2 separate regions of the Sus scrofa genome follow, and region 2 is linked to region 1. The links are chromatin contacts, called in public HiChIP or PLAC-seq maps. All regions are on one chromosome and are shown on one strand. The core of a region is the stretch at or near the end of the contact, and the rest is flanking DNA. Distances in the headings are between cores, read along the strand shown. Region 1 overlaps KCNAB1 (potassium voltage-gated channel, shaker-related subfamily, beta member 1). Region 2 has its middle 44 kb from the start of LEKR1.

Region 1 (3,442 bases), core at 490-2,989:
TCCCCAGCAGCCTGAAAGCTCCTTGAGGTCAGGGGCCTTGTTTTGTTCACACAGCATCTCCAGAGCCTGAAAGAGTGGCTCATAGTAGGTGCTCATAGCTACTGGTTGACAGTAAATGAAGACAGAAATATAGAATAACTAGAGCAATAGGAAAAATGAGAGCCATATGTGTAATTTTAGATTTTCTAGCGGCCACAGTAATAAAAGGGGAAAGAAGCAGGTGAAATTAATACATGTTTTACTCTACTGTATCAGAACATCATTTCAGCATGTAGTCAGTATAGAATATTAAGATGCTTTAGGAGTTACCGTCGTGGCGCAGTGGTTAACGAATCTGACTAGGCACCAGGAGGTTGTGGGTTTGGTCCCTGCCCTTGCTCAGTGGGTTGGCGTTGCCGTGAGCTGTGGTGTAGGTTGCAAACATGGCTCGGATCCCACGTTGCTGTGGCTCTGGTGTAGGCCGGTGGCTACAGCTCCAATTGGACCCCTAGCCTGGGAACCTCCATATGCCGCGGGAGCAGCCCAAGAAATTGCAAAAGACAAAAAAAAAAAAAAAAAAAAAAAAAGATGCTTTACATGTTTTAAAGTACTAAGTCTTTCAAATCAGGTGTACATTTGACACTAAGAGCACATCTCCATTTGGATTGGCTGCCTTATGTGCACTTAATAGCCACCTGTGAACAGCAGGGGTCCAAAGATAAGGAGAGAATCAGTTAGAATCCTTGTGAGGGATTAACAGGAATACCAGGTAGAGAGAATAGCGTGAAAAAGTGGAGTCTGTGAAATGGAGTGATAGAAGTGTAGAGTGAATGAATGAAGTGTGGGGATGGTGGGAATATGGAAAAAAGAAATTCCGGTAAAGAGTGGAAGGCCTCGAATTCCATTTTTTGGAGTTGGGGCTTAATGCTGTAGGCAGTGGGAATTTCAGAGGACTTCTCAGCTGTGAGTGACCCCATTAGACACCTAGAGGTATTTTGAAGGATGAGTTGGAAGGAGATTGAAAGGGGACACAGATGTTAGAAATTAATTGCAGTCCCAGCCAGAGACAATAAGCATTACCTAGACAGTTAGCAGTGGAGTAGAAAAGGAGAGTGACTTGGAGAGACATTTTGGAGGCTGATGGCAACTTAAAGACTGGGTGACTAGGAAGATACTGATACAGGATCCACAGAAGTCTGGAGCACAAGAAGTTTGGAGTAGGATGTGTTGAAGTGAAGGTGCCTATGGGATCTCACGTAGAAGTGACTGGTAGGAGTTCCCATCGTGGCTCAGGGGTAATGAACCTGACTAGTATCCGTGAGGACTCAGGTTTGACCTCTGGCCTTGTTCAGTGGGTTAAAGATCTGGTGTTGCCTCAAGCTGTGATGTAGGTCGAAGACGTGGCTCAGATATAGCATTGCTGTGGCTGTGGCGTAGGCCCACAGCTATGGCTCCAATTCGACCCCTAGCCAGGGAACTTACAAGTGTGGCCCTAAAAAGACAAAAAAAAAAAAAAGAAGTGACTCGTAGGCAGCCAGAAGGGCAGCTGTGGACCTTAGTGGTAGCAAAGGACTGGAGTTGAGAGTTTAGGAGTTATCTGCACCGTCATGCTAATTGAAGCCCTAGGAAAGGGTGAGATCATCTAGGGCTAGCTAGTATTTATTGCAAGAAATAGGCCAAGGGCATGTGTTACACTAGGACAAGGAACAAAGGCAGACTTTCTTTCAGGAATAGTCTGACCCTCTGTGGAGACCGTGGTGAAATACATTCCTGATGACTGATGCTGAGGTTTGAGCCTCACCCTTCCTCTGCCTGCAGTCATGTTGGCCAGAGTGACCTTGTCTCCACTCAGTGCTCTCCTCAGAAGCCTTAGAGTTTGGTGGAATAGTGTAGGACTTCCTCACTGGTTCTGGTAACGCTTTCCTCTCCTAGAAGAGAGTTTGGTTTCCCACCAGCTCTGGAGCATCAGAGATCTAAACTACTGTGCTAAAGTGAGACTGCAGCAATGAGACCCAAATCTAGAAACTGGATTTGTTGGAAATTTTGGGTCTAAAATATAGTGGGTTAGCCATGTGAGGAAAAAACATTCTTCATTCATTACACCAATAAGAAAAGAGATCTAAACATTAGAAAAATGAAACCATAAAGTACTTGAATAAAACATGAAATATATACATGTATATATAGTGTTGCAAGACTTAAATATTCAAGAAAAGCCATAACATCCAGAATTTTATGTGAAGTTGCTGCCCATTTTTTTTTAAATGTTGGCAACTGTTTGAAAACATTTTCATCTACTAGAGATCACACAAACATCCCACGAGCTAGCAGTTTTGCAACCAAGGTGTTACCCTGAGTGCAATAATTGGGGAGTGAGGGAGGTCTGGCAAGTGTCACGGGCTGGCAGGTGTCAGGGAAGTCCTTCCAGGACTGAGTCACTTTGAGCTGGGCCTTGGGGATGGACCAGGATTTTTCCAGGCTAGGGTGGTGGACACTCCGCAGGGGGAGGACCACTATTCTGGGGATTAGGATCCCAGAGGAGGTGAGGGAGGGGTGATGAGCCCTGGATGGGAAGGGCCTGAGTGCTGAGGAGTCGGACTTCCCTGAGTAGCTGGTGGGGAACCTCACAAGGGCTTTGAGGCTGGAGGTTGGGGACCTGAGCTGCTGACGGGACTGCCTGCAGCTGTGGCTTCTTTCCTGTTTCTCCTGTCTGCTGATGCTTAGCAAAACCTCTCCAGTTTATGCTCACCTTAGGTACATTCAAAGAAGCAGCTGCCTGCCTTTGCCCATTAGAAATTTCCTTATAACTGCTGGCACTGCATGCTTTCTATCTGCTGGGAGTCCCCAGCGGCCCCAATCTAGTAGCCTCACTATATCAAGGGGCCCAGTCACAGCTGACTGAGGGCAGAACCTTTGGTGCTGGGCTGGCCAGAGGTGGGAGTAGAAAGGGAGAGGATATGGTAAGCTGTCCTGGTAGCAGCTTCTTGCTAAGACAACATCCTTTTCTCTTGTGCATTGAGCATGGAAGCCCGAGCATAGAAGCCCGTCCTGCTACCAGCCAGAGCCCTGCTGGGAGGAAATGCTCTGGGGAGATGACTGACTCATTTTTCCACTGAAATGTATCTTTAGCTACCTACAGTACTCCCACAGTCCAGGAGCTGCCTCTCTCTCTCTCTTTTTTCAACCATTCCAGCAATATTAGCTCCCCCTTTGGATGTCAGTGATCACTCTATTAGCATGACAGGAATCCTCAGCTCATCCCTCTTCTTGCCAAGGCATCCAAAAGTCCAGTCTCTCTTTCCAAAGCCTACAGAATCCTACTTTACCTACAAAGCCACCATCCTTGCTAGTCCAGCCAACACCTGTTACCTGGACAATCCATCCTTGCCTTTTCATTCTGCTTTTCACACAGCAGTGAGAGCAATCTTTAAAAATTAAAATAACAGCATGTCCCTCCTCTTAA
Region 2 (3,442 bases), core at 703-3,202, 230 kb before region 1:
TAAATAGATAAGTAAATGATTGAAAAATAATTATAGATGATTTTACAATAAAAATACTAAAACAAGGGGTTTCCTGCTGTGGCTTAGCAAATTAAGGACCTGACATTGTCTGTGTGAGGATGTGGGTTCTATCCCTGGCCCTGCTCAGTGGGTTAAGGATCCGGCGTTGTTGCAAGCTTTAACAGTTGCAGATGCGACTCGGATCCAGAGTGGCTGTGGTGGGCAGCTGCAGCTCTGATTCAACCCCTACTCTGGGAATTTCCATATGCTGTTCTGTAAAAAGAAAAAATAAGTAATACAGATTATCTTAATAGAGGCTGACTGGCAAAGTAAGGCATACCCACTCTAATGTGGTCATGGAAGAATCTTTTAGGATCTAACATATGCTCTCAGTTCTGAATAATGAGGAAGACCCCAGCCATGGAAAATCTGGAGGAAGAACCTGGGGAGCTTCCAGGAAAAGCTCAAGGAAGCTAATTTTGTGTGGTCAAGGAATAGGTAGAGGACAATGTGCCTGCAGGGCTGTGAGTTTTGAAAAAGATCTAGGAGATGAGGTTGTAGAGGTAGGCAGGGGCTGGATGATGCAAGTCCTGTGGACCATGGTATAGTACAACTGGAAAATGTTGAAAGACTGCAGGATATCAATGTTATTTATGTTTTACACTTATCATTCTGGCTCCTTTATGGGAGACAGATGGAAACAAGAAAACCAGTTAAGAATAGTTGAGATAAGTGATTAGTAGCTTAACATTGGCAGAAAGGAAGTAAAGTGGATGGTTTTGAGACATTTTAGAAGCAGAACCTTCAAACTTGCTGAAGAATTAGATGTGGAGGTGAGGGGAAAAGTAGGAAACCAGGAAATAGGTTATGGTTTGAACAACAGAATGGTTGACAGTATCATGGGATAGAGAACTGAATTTAGAGGGAAGGGGAGGAATAAGTTTGAGGTGAAGGTAGGAACTGAGAATTCTTTGCAGCTGCGTTACACGGGAAGTTGCCATTGGACATCTGACTGGAGATGTGAAGACTGGGGAGATAAAGGTAGGTGCTGTTGCTTTGTAAAAGATAATGTAGAGCTTTGGAAGGAGAGAAAAGTAGGAAGTGAAGGACCTGGCTGTGAAGCACCCTAACATTAGAGGTTCAGGACAGTGTGTCAAGGAAATAGGTGTAGTGCTTAACATAGTGTCAATGGGGGCTAAACACTGGGCCTGAAATGCATTAGAGAAGGAATCAGAGGTGATATAAACATGCTGAAAGCTGCAGCATTGTGGTATTTTAACTTTTTCTGCTGTGGTGAAAATGAAGATGAAAATCATTTCATCTGAGTTAGCAAATATCATGGAAAATTAAATGTAGATTTTTATTCCATGCGGGTATTTATAACACGTGACTGTCTCCGCATCACTGCCACCCTCGTAAGCAGTTCTTCAGGAGCTGTGATTTGTTTCAGCATGGGGGTGCTCTATGTCCTGGGATGAGTTTGGGGGAATATACAGCATGCTTGTGTTTATTCAGGATTTGGAGAATCCCGTTTGGTAATACCAAGTCATTTCCCCAAAACTTCTAGAAGTTAAAGATGGGATAGGCATCTCTCATATAAGTGTAAAAATTTCTGGATTAGTTCTGCAGAGGTGATGGTCCAGTCTAGTCAGTTCTTAGGAACCAAGTCCTTGGAAGTCTTCCACAGGGACTGCTCTCATGTGACATAGGTGAGTCACTCCAACACCAACCAAGACAGAGTCCTGTGGCCCAGGAAGTGACCATGGGCCCTGGAGCCAGGCCCATCTGAATTCAAATCCCAGCTCTGCCACTTTCTGGCTTTGTCTTCTGAGACAAGTTACCCAAGTTCTCCAAGTCTCTTTTTCCTCTTCTGTAAATGATGACAGTGCCTCACAAGCTTGTTATGAACTTTAATGAGATACCATGTGCTGAGTGACTAACCCTGTGCCCTGATGAGTCATTATGAGATGCTCAATAAATCTTGCTCTGTTTTCTCACTTTGCCCAGTAACACTCTAACCCACTAAAGCCCCAGGTAATTCTGATTCTGGCCCCATTCACCACATGACTTTTTGAATGTAAAAATTAAAACTAAAATGTTATACTTAGAGGTCATTTCCTGAATCAGTGATCCTTTTTGTGAGCTGGCAGAGAAAAAATTGCTTAGGCAACTTCTGCTATTTCAGTATGAGAAAGATTCTCAGCCAGTGAGCAGCACTCTTTCTCAGTCTGGTTAATTTCCTCAACATGGTTATGGTGCTTGTAACTTCCTATTTAAATTCTAGAATTTGACTCTAGTATCTAAACTCAGTAAGAACAAAGAAACTTCCCATCAGCTGCCTGCCAGATTTCCCTACTGTACACCGTTCAGTAAATTTGTCACAGAACCATTGCCATTTTTCCCCCATTTAATTTTTTAATTCAACCAGTTTGTATGGAGGCCCTGCTAGATGCCCAACCCAGAGTAGACACCGGAGTGATCATGAGCAAGATGGACACAGTCCCTGCACACACTCTTGCACAGACCAGAGCTAGCCAACCCCTTCCACTGGTAGAGAAGTGGCTTTCCTTCCCTTCTCCATTCCAAGAGGTCTTTTATGTAGATGAAAATGCATCTTATTTAAAATTCCTGGAATTGTTTGGAAATATGAACTGAAGTTTATTGCCGTCTTTTCTCTGCTTTCCCTTTAATTGAGGAGTAGGCTATTTCCTTTGTGTGTGTGTGTCAATAAATCTGACAACTTAAAAGAAATGAACAAATTCCTTAAAGGACACAATCAGCATTGTTCAAGAAGAAGTAGAAAACCTGCTTAGCCTCATATCTTTCAAAGAAAATGAATTCCTAATGCCCATTTAAAATACTGAAGTTAGGCCCTGATTTGGGCCTAACCCTAGACCTGAATAGCTTTATGGGTAAATTTTTTTTTTTTTTCTGGTCTTTTTAGGGCCACACCCACGACATATGGTGATTCCCAGACTAAGTGTCAGATTGGAACTGTAGCTGCTGGCCTACACCACAGCCACAGCGATGCCAGATCCGAAGTGAGTCTGTGACCTACACCACAGCTCACAGCAACACTGGCTCCTTAACCCACTGAGCGAGGCCAGGGATGGAACCTGCGTCCTCATTGATGCTAGTCAGATTCGTTTCTGCTGAGCCACGATGGGAACTCCATGTGTGTATTTTTAATTGTAAAAGTAACACATGCTTGCTTTAAAACGTGTTAATCTTCTCTAAAATGGGATACTTCTCACTATCAGAAGAGAAGCTATTAACTGCTAGAATTTAGTGTCCACACTTCCCAGACATTTTTTTTCTAAGCAGATACAAATGCACATCTGTGCATACCCACCCCCATGTCCCATACACACACAATGCTTTGCTTGTTTTGTTTGTGCAAAGACAGTATCATACCATTCTGTAATTTGATTTTTTTTCCACT

What was found. HiChIP or PLAC-seq counts read pairs in DNA pulled down with a chosen protein or histone mark.
Region 2: an H3K27ac HiChIP or PLAC-seq map of alveolar macrophages shows a contact between it and region 1. The contact joins two enhancer-like sites. A contact is called at or near these places in 1 of 47 Hi-C or Micro-C datasets (embryonic fibroblasts) and 1 of 2 datasets of contacts at active chromatin or transcription factors (alveolar macrophages).

The regions. Positions count from the first base shown.
Region 1 is chr13:96,367,313-96,370,754 of Sscrofa11.1, reverse strand. The region is part of intron 14 of KCNAB1 (potassium voltage-gated channel, shaker-related subfamily, beta member 1); the gene reads right to left. It also overlaps a transcript of SSR3 not described here. Among named protein-coding and RNA genes, the nearest start is that of SSR3, 21 kb to the left of the region's middle. Within about 2 kb of position 1,739, at least 15 of the 83 cell types and tissues checked have an H3K27ac peak or open chromatin away from gene starts, as enhancers often do. A contact at or near this core is called in alveolar macrophages and embryonic fibroblasts, where this site is marked.
Region 2 is chr13:96,595,546-96,598,987 of Sscrofa11.1, reverse strand. No RefSeq gene overlaps it. Among named protein-coding and RNA genes, the nearest start is that of LEKR1, 44 kb to the left of the region's middle. Within about 2 kb of position 1,952, at least 16 of the 83 cell types and tissues checked have an H3K27ac peak or open chromatin away from gene starts, as enhancers often do. A contact at or near this core is called in alveolar macrophages and embryonic fibroblasts, where this site is marked.